2 separate regions of the Pan troglodytes genome follow, and region 1 is linked to region 2. Evidence: chromatin contacts called from public Hi-C data. All regions are on one chromosome and are shown on one strand. Each heading gives the region's core, a stretch centred on a gene start, on an enhancer-like site or on the middle of the called end of the contact. The rest is flanking DNA. Distances are from core to core; before and after follow the strand shown.

The links. Hi-C and Micro-C count contacts between places; a contact is called where the count stands out from the background.
Region 1: a Hi-C map of induced pluripotent stem cells shows a contact between it and region 2, with 2.9 times the contacts expected there. The contact joins the promoter of TMEM186 here to the enhancer-like site in region 2. A contact is called at or near these places in 4 of 7 Hi-C or Micro-C datasets (blood, induced pluripotent stem cells and stem cell-derived neural progenitor cells), 1 of 1 datasets of contacts at active chromatin or transcription factors (stem cell-derived excitatory neurons) and 1 of 1 other capture datasets (stem cell-derived neural stem cells).

The regions. Positions count from the first base shown.
Region 1 is chr18:11,439,189-11,443,136 of NHGRI_mPanTro3-v2.0_pri, reverse strand. It overlaps TMEM186 (transmembrane protein 186), which reads left to right and starts at 2,114. Exons shown (of 2, transcript XM_510804.8): 1 at 2,114-2,183; 2 at 3,204-3,948. The coding sequence starts at 2,181. The coding sequence ends at 3,842. PMM2 (phosphomannomutase 2) reads right to left here and starts at 1,972. Exons shown (of 9, transcript XR_010152260.1): 1 at 1,847-1,972.
Region 2 is chr18:11,307,622-11,311,941 of NHGRI_mPanTro3-v2.0_pri, reverse strand. It overlaps ABAT (4-aminobutyrate aminotransferase), which reads right to left. Exons shown (of 25, transcript XM_063796604.1): 10 at 2,965-3,070. Among named protein-coding and RNA genes, the nearest start is that of ABAT, 44 kb to the right of the region's middle. Within about 2 kb of position 1,416, at least 1 of the 24 cell types and tissues checked has an H3K27ac peak or open chromatin away from gene starts, as enhancers often do. A contact at or near this core is called in induced pluripotent stem cells, where this site is marked.

The DNA.
Region 1 (3,948 bases), core at 865-3,364, 130 kb before region 2:
ATCACGACGAGGTCCAGAGATAGAGACCATCCTGGCCAACACGGTGAAACCCCATCTCTACTAAAAATACAAAAATTAGCCGGGCGTGGTGGTGCGCGCCTGTAGTACCAGCTACTTGGTTGCCTGAGGCAGGAGAATTGCTTGAACCTGGGAGGTGGAGGTTGCAGTGAACTGAGATTGGGCCACTACACTCCAGTGTGGTGACAGAGTGAGACTCTGTATTAAAAAAAAAAAAAAGAGTCAGAACTGTGAAAATCAGAAAATCAGAAGCACTTTCCTGAATGGCATACCCAGTGACTAGAACAGCTTCCACCTTAGCACAGATAGGAAATGGCAAACTTGACAGGAACCATTATCCTGAGGCCCAGAGACTTGTACCAGGTTGGCTGTGTGAAACTGAGAAGGTTAGTTCTTCACTGAGTGTGTTTCCTTATGTTTAAAACGGTAATAACAACTATCCTACCTGGGAAGAAAGATGGAGGAAGGTTGAGAGGGTCCAGTGATATCATGAAAAAAGGGTGGCAATATAAACCCTAGACCGCTATGGCCCACAGACCACATTGGGCAGCTGTTTGTTTTTGTAATAAATAAATAAAATTTTATTGGTACACAGCCACTCTGTATTTATATAGGGTTTATGGCTGGTTTTGCACTAAAGTTGAGTGGTTACTATAGACCATATAGTCAGCAAAGACAAAAGTATTTGCTATATGGCCCTTTACAAAAAATGAATTGGGGACCGGAGTTTTAGACCACTATGGGCTTTTAACAAACCCAAGTGTGTGATCACTGAATTTCAGAATCAGAAAAAGCCTTTGAAGAACTTGGGAGTTGAGCGTCATCACTAGGTAGATCAAACCTGTGGCTGAGAAGGGCAAAATGATACGTCTAAGGTCACACGCATTTGACGTGGACTTCTGGAGCACACCATTGTTACCACCAAGCGAAAACTACGAGGGGTGAGGGTAGAAGCTGAGGATAGTGAGACCATTGGGGTCCAGTCTCAAGTTGAAATGGCCAGTGTTCAGTGGCCAATTTCTGAAAAGGGGCCAGGAGAGCCTCACCTCAAAGGCTGATCGTAACTGAAACTTATCTGTGCCTGTAGCAGCAAAATCTGAAAGTGGAAAGCAAGTTTCCAAGGGCCCAAGGAGGCTCTCAGCGGGCAGCCTGTAATAACCTAGGGCTCCTCCATCTCCCTAGTCCATTGCAAGGGCTGGAGATGGGTGTGGTGGAGGTGGCTACTATTTACTGAGGCCTAGTGTGTTGTGTGCAACATACTTTCAAGAACTTACACAATCTCATTTGATCCTCACAGACACCATATGGAACAGGTAACATCCCCATTTAAAGCTGTAGATGTTGAGGCTCAGAGAAGTTAATAACTCGCTGAAGGTCACACAGATGTCAAGAGGTGAAGATGAGACTCCACTAGGTCGGTTTGACCTGGAAACCTGTTTTTAATATCATGACTCACGGCACAGCCCATTGGTTACAGGATTGGGGCCGGCACATAGCTGATAAGGGGGCCTGATCTTGGGTTGAAATCCTGGTCTATCAGTCCCGAGCACTAGCGGTGAGTCCAGATTACATTTTCCAACCTAGCACAAGTTTCCTGCTCTTAAGAGTTCTTCAGCCCCGTCTCATCTTTCCAAGCACCAGAGCTCTTGAAGAGCTGGTTAGGGCCTCCCTCTCATTCCTCCAGGGCACCCAGAATAGGGTTCAGCCCCGTGAGGACGTAGGCGGTCCTTAGCCACCCCTTGGCGCCTACCCTGGGTGGTCGATAGCCCCAACTGGGAACAGCACGGGCTCCGCGTCGGCTGCCAGCAGCCCGCCGGCCGCCACTTACCTGCCGCGGGGCGGTGAGGGTCCCATCCACGTCGAAGAGGCAGAGCGCTGGGCCAGGCGCTGCCATGTCCCCAGTTTCTAGCCGCACCTTACAAGACACGTCGGCACGAGGAACTCGGCCCGGAACTTCCGGGTTCGGCCCCTGAGCCGCAGGGCACGTCGGGAAGAGGAGGGGACTCCGTTCCCATAACCCCTGGGACTAGCGCCAGCCACGATTCCTGGACCGCAACTCCCAGGGTGCAACGCAGATCACGCCCGCCTTGTACATTCGAGCATGCGCTCTTAGAGGTTCCGGGGGCCGGTGGGATTTACTTCCTGCAGCAGGTGGTGGGGCCATGGTAAGGAGGCGGGTGGCGAGCCTTGAGGGGGTGATGCTCTTTGGGGTCGGGGTCAGGGCTGGGGCGGGCAGGCCCGACGCTCGGGTTTCGGACTCGGAGGATCCGTGGGAGGAAGCTCTGGCGTGTGTTACAGTTCGCTTTTCCCGGGCTTTCTCTGCCCTCCTTGGGTCACATGCGCACAGTAGTAATAGCTAAAACTCGCCGAGCTCTCACAGTGCATTAGGTACTAAGTTGAGGACTCTGAAACCATCTTCTGGTTCACTGTGTTCTGAGTCCCCATTTTGAAAGGCGAAGAAACCGAATCTCAGGGGTGTGGAGTAATTTGCTCACAAATTACTGTTGGAATCAGAATTGGAATAAGAGCTTTTACTGCTTCACTACCCACCTAATAATACCCTTGTGCTACGTGTTGGGGCCTCCCTGCCTCGCTCCTTCTCCTTCTCCGCTGTTTCCCCTTCCCCAGACTAGGCTAAGAGAAAGCAGCAGTTCCCTCCAGCACCCAAGATAGCCTATGAATCAAACAGAGAATTAGAAAGTTTATTGGAATAAATATCTCACAGATTTGTTGCTCGAGTTCCCCACTAAGACATTGATTATTTAGTTTCCTGCTTGGGGAAATGTTCACACCCCCTTGTGGATACATTGTCCAGCCCAGAGGTTGTCCTCCCTAGATATGTTTTGAATTAATGACGGCCGCACCTCCTTTCTTGTATTTATTTGGAATTGCCTGGTGGAAGGAGGACTCTGCTGCACTCACTGACTGTGTGATCTTTGGTAAATATCTTACCCTCTCTGGGCTTAGTTTCCCTAGTGGTAAAGTGGAAATAGTGATAACTATCTTAGATAGCTGTTGTGATGCCCACATGAGATAGCATCTGGCTTTACCCTTCCCTCCTCTGGCAATAACGGTTACCTTGCAGGATTGGCAGAAGCCTTAGAGTATGGTGCTTTGCAGATGTTCACCGTGTGATTAATGTAGTTGAGTTCCACGAGAGAAATGGTCTACTGTCTCCCTTTCAGGCTGCCCTTCTCCGAGCTGTGCGTAGGTTTCGGGGAAAAGCTGTGTGGGAAAGGCCTCTCCATGGGCTGTGGTGCTGCAGTGGGCAGGAGGATCCTAAGAGGTGGGTGGGCAGCAGTTCACCCATCTCGAAGGAGAAACTACCAAACGCAGAGACTGAGAAATTCTGGATGTTTTACCGTTTTGATGCCATCAGAACGTTCGGGTTCCTGTCACGACTGAAGTTGGCACAGACTGCCCTGACAGTGGTAGCTCTGCCACCAGGCTATTACTTGTACTCCCAGGGCCTCCTCACTCTCAACACCGTGTGCCTCATGAGTGGGATATCGGGCTTTGCCCTGACCATGCTGTGCTGGATGAGCTATTTCTTACGGAGACTGGTTGGTATCCTGTATCTGAATGAGTCTGGCACCACGCTGCGGGTGGCCCATCTGAACTTCTGGGGCTGGCGGCAGGACACATACTGTCCCATGGCAGATGTGATTCCCCTGACAGAAACCAAGGACCGGCCTCAGGAGATGTTCGTGCGTATCCAGCGGTACAGTGGGAAACAGACCTTCTACGTCACCCTGCGCTATGGACGCATCCTGGACAGAGAGCGTTTCACACAGGTGTTTGGGGTACATCAGATGCTCAAGTGAACAACTGGGACCTGGACCTCTGGGTAACCCTGGGTCGCCTGGATTAACAGGAAGGCTGAGGGTGTGGGCAAGGCTGAAGAAAGGGGACTGGGTACTTGGAGACTTT
Region 2 (4,320 bases), core at 167-2,666:
AGGCATCCTTTCTCCCTCTCGTCCTCATCTCTCCTCCCTACAGACAATGGAAGATGAAAATCAGGAGACAGAGCCGGGCGCGGTGGCTCAGGCCTGTAATCCCAGCACTTTTGGGGGCTGAGGCGGGTAGATCAACTGAGGTGAGGAGTTCGAGACCAGCCTGGCTAACATAGTGAAACCCTGTCTCTACTAAAAATACAAAAAACAAAAAAATTAGCTGGGCATGGTGGCAGGTGCCTGTAATCCTAGCTACTAGGGAGGCTGAGGCAGGAGAATCATTTGAATACGAGAGGCGGAGGTTGCAGTGAGCCGAGATGGTGCCATTGCACTACAGCCTGGGCAACAAGAACAAAACTCCATCTCAAAGAAAAAAAAAAAAAAAAAAGAAAGAAAGAAAGAAAGAAAGAAAAGAAAATCAGGAGACAGCATGGCAGAATGGTTATATCCTCAAACTCTGGAGTTAAAGAGAGTTGGGCTCATATTCTGGCTGTGACAATGAAGAATTACGTGACTTTACATAGATGACTTCACTTCTGAGCCTCAGTCCCATCTGTAAAATGGGATGATGATCATAATGCCTGCATCTCAGAGATTTCATGAGTGTTAAGTGGGAGAAGTGCCTTAGAGCACGTAGCAGGCAGTGGCTGGCATGTAGTAAGCACTCAACAAATATTAGCTATGACCATAAATGTTTTCATAATCATCACTCTTGTAGTTTGGGTTCTCCTAGAAATAGATTCTGAGACAAAGATTTGAGTGCTTTATTTGGGAGGTGATCTCAGGATGATTCCAGGAGATATTGGTGGGTCGATAATAAGGGGTGGGTTATCTAGCAAATAATCACTGTGGGTGACTGCAGCTCCGTTCCATTGGGGAACACTGGGAGCCGGCACAGAACAGTCACTTTAGGATTATCCCACCGTGGAGCAAGGAAGCTGGGGTATTTCTACACCAACTACTCCCCGTCATTGGCCAAGAACTGCTTGCTCAGGATGTCAGCTCCCCAGCACTTCTGGCCACCTGTCCCTTTCAGGTTGAGCAGACTCTCAGACAACCAAAGAACATCCTCAGGGTGAGTCTCAGATGATAGAGGCAGGTGAACTTGCAAAGAAATGGAAAATGCTGCACAGATATTGGCTTTTCCTCCTGCACCATCACCTGTGGCCACAGCTAAGGTTCTAAATGCCTCTCTGCTGGGCTATCATAGTCTGTGCTCACTTCTGTAATAGCATTTGTCAACTTCATTAATTCATTCAGTCATTAATTCTCTAGTTCATTCACACCCTCATGTATTCATCCATTTACTCACTTATACTTCCACACTTAACTGCTGACTAAGTGCTACATGCAGGCCTCAGGCTCCTAAATGGTCTATTCCAGGGGTGTCTCCGCCTGGCCAGGAAGCTCCTTGGGGAGAAGTCCTGGGCCCGATTGGTCTTCTGGTGCCAGGTATTCAGCACAGCATCTGGCACACAGCAGGGCTCAGGATGTGTTTAAAGGAGCTGAAGCAAATTAGAGCCCAGAGTAGGGTTTTTCTCTTCTACAAACTGAGCATGCTGTGAAGACCCAGGCTTTGTTCAAGCTGGGTACTTGTTAACCTGATGTTTCAAATACCTGTCCTACGAGAAAAGTCTTTGTGAAATGAATCTTGGGAATCCTGGAAGTTTTCAGACATGAAGTGTATGCAAACGCTCAGTCTCCTGCTGAATTCAGAGGCAGCAGAGGGAGGGGCTCTGCCTGGAAGGTGCCAGGCTGTATGCTGGGTCCCAGAGGCAGCTCCTGACTTGGAGTCACCAGGGTTCAAGGTCAGACCCACCGTTCCTTCTCAGGCATTTGTCTCTCTCAGCCTCAGCTATTTTTGTTTTATTTTGTTTTGAGAGAGCGTCTCACTCTCATCACCCAGGCTGCAGTGCGGTCTTGGCTCACTGCAGCCTCGATCTCCTTAACTCAAGTGATTCTCCCACTTCAGACTCTTGAGCAGCTAGGTCTACAGATGTGCACCACTATGCCTGTTTATTATTATTTTTTTTTTTGTATTTTTAGTAGATACGGGGTTTCACCATGTTGCCCAGGCTGGTCTCAAACTCCTTAGAGGATACCGTGGAAACTCCTGCCCTAGAGTCAGGCCCATCAGGGCTCCCACCCAGCTTTCTCGCTCACAGACTGTGGGATCCCTAGTGGGTCCCTCCTCCCCAGGGACCCTCAGTTTCTGTGCCTTTAAAGCAGGGTGATACAGTGAGACGTGCCAGACAACCAAGCAGGTGAGATGATTTTCATTCTGATTTCCTGAGCACCTGGCTCAGGTGCTGGGCTGCTCTAGGGCCCTGGATAAGGATCTTTGCATGAAAGACCTCAATGTCACATGAACACACATGGATCACATGAGATGGGTCCTGGGAAAGAGCTTTAGAGTGGGCTAGACGTGGTGGCTCATGCCTGTCATCCCAGCACTTTGGAAGGCTGAGGTGGGAAGATCACTTGAGCCCAGGAGTTTGATACCAGCCCAGGCAACATAAGGAGACCCCATCTTTACAAAAATACAAAAAATAAATAAATTAGCCTGGTGTGGTGGTATGTGCCTAGGTCCTAGCTACTCGGGAGGCCAAGGTGGGAGCACTGTTTGAGCCTGAGAGGCTGAGGCTGTAGTGAGCCGTGATAGCATCACTGCACTCCAGGCTGGGTGGCAGAGCAAGACCCCATCTCAAAAAAAAAAAAAAACATAAATAAAATGTAGGCTGGGCGCGGTGGCTCACACCTGTAATCCCAACACTTTGGGAGGCTGGGGCAGGTGGATCACCTGAGGTCAGGAGTTCGAGACCAGCCTGGCCAACATGGTGAAACCCTGTCTCTACTAAAAATACAAAAATTAGCTGGGCATGGTGTCACAGGTGAACAGACAGGTGAACTTACAAAGAAATAGAAAATGCTTGCAAAGAAATAGAAAATGTCTGTGGTCCCACTTACTTGGGAGCCTGAGGCAGGAGAATCGCTTGAGTCCAGGAGCCGGAGGATGCAGTGAGCCGACATCACGCCATTGCACTTCAGCCTGGGAAACAGAGCGAGACTCCATCTAAAAAAAAAAAAAATTAAAAAACTTAGAATGCACAAGTGTAAGGAAAGAGGAAAGATTATTGCCTAGCCCAGTGGTTATTAACTGGGGCCATCTAGCCACAGCTGGAGACAGTTTTGGTTGTCATGACTGTGGTGGGGGGTGGGAGACAGGGAGGTGCTCCTGGCATCCGGTGGGTAGAGGCCGAGGGGACTGCTGAATGCTCTACAATGCATAGGACAGTATCCTATGACATGGGGTTACTGAGCCCAACACGTTGGCAGTGCTGAGACTGAGAAACCTCACTCTAGTGTAACTCCTCTAGTCTGACAAATGAAACCCAGAAAGGTCTAAGATGATCCAAGGTGTGATCAGCAGACTGACCTTGGGCAAGCTTTAATTTCTCCAAGCCTCAGTTGCTTCATCTGTAAAATGGACGTAAGAATAATAGTACTTACCCCACAGGGCTGTGAAGAGGTTTAGAAGGGATACAGAGTCAGGGCTGGGAAAACACAGGCAGAAAAATAGGAGGAGTGGGAGGACCTCCCCCAGCCTCCAGGTGGGGCCCCCTCTTGATTTTAGCTCTGAACTCTTCCCCAGGTGACCCTCCCACTGGAACATCCAGGTATGTGTTGTCATAGAAACCTTTCAGGGACGGTGCACTCGAGAGCTTGACTGATTTTTTTTCTCCCCAAAATAACCCACCCTGTCAGTCAAGTAACACTTAGGCGAAGTGGTTAGGCAAGTGAGACTGTTTTACCATCATTAACTGTTGAGCAGGCCGCCTACTTGGGGAATTTCCATTCTCCCAAGACAGACAGTTAATAGAAATGCAACAGAGATTAATAATAATAGGGAGATGATGATGATGATGGCATGGCTACCACTTTTTTTTTTTTTTTGAGACGGAGTTTTGCTCTTGTCACCCAGGCTGGAGTGCAGTGGTGCAATCTTGGCTCACTGTAACCTCTGCCTCCCGGGTTCAAGTGATTCTCCTACCTCAGCCTCCCAAGTAGCTGATTATAGGCGCTTGCCATCATGCCCTGCTAATTTTTGTATTTTTAGTAGAGATGGGGTTTCACCATGTTGGCCATACTGGTCTCGAACTCCTGACCTCAGGTGATCCACCCGCTTCAGCCTCCCAAAGTGCTGGGGTTACAGGTGTGAGCCACCACGCCTGGTGATGGCTACCATTGTTTGAGCTTTTCTTCCTTGCCCGGTTATATGCTAGGTGCTTGACAGACATTACCAAGTCCAACTTTGAGAAGTAA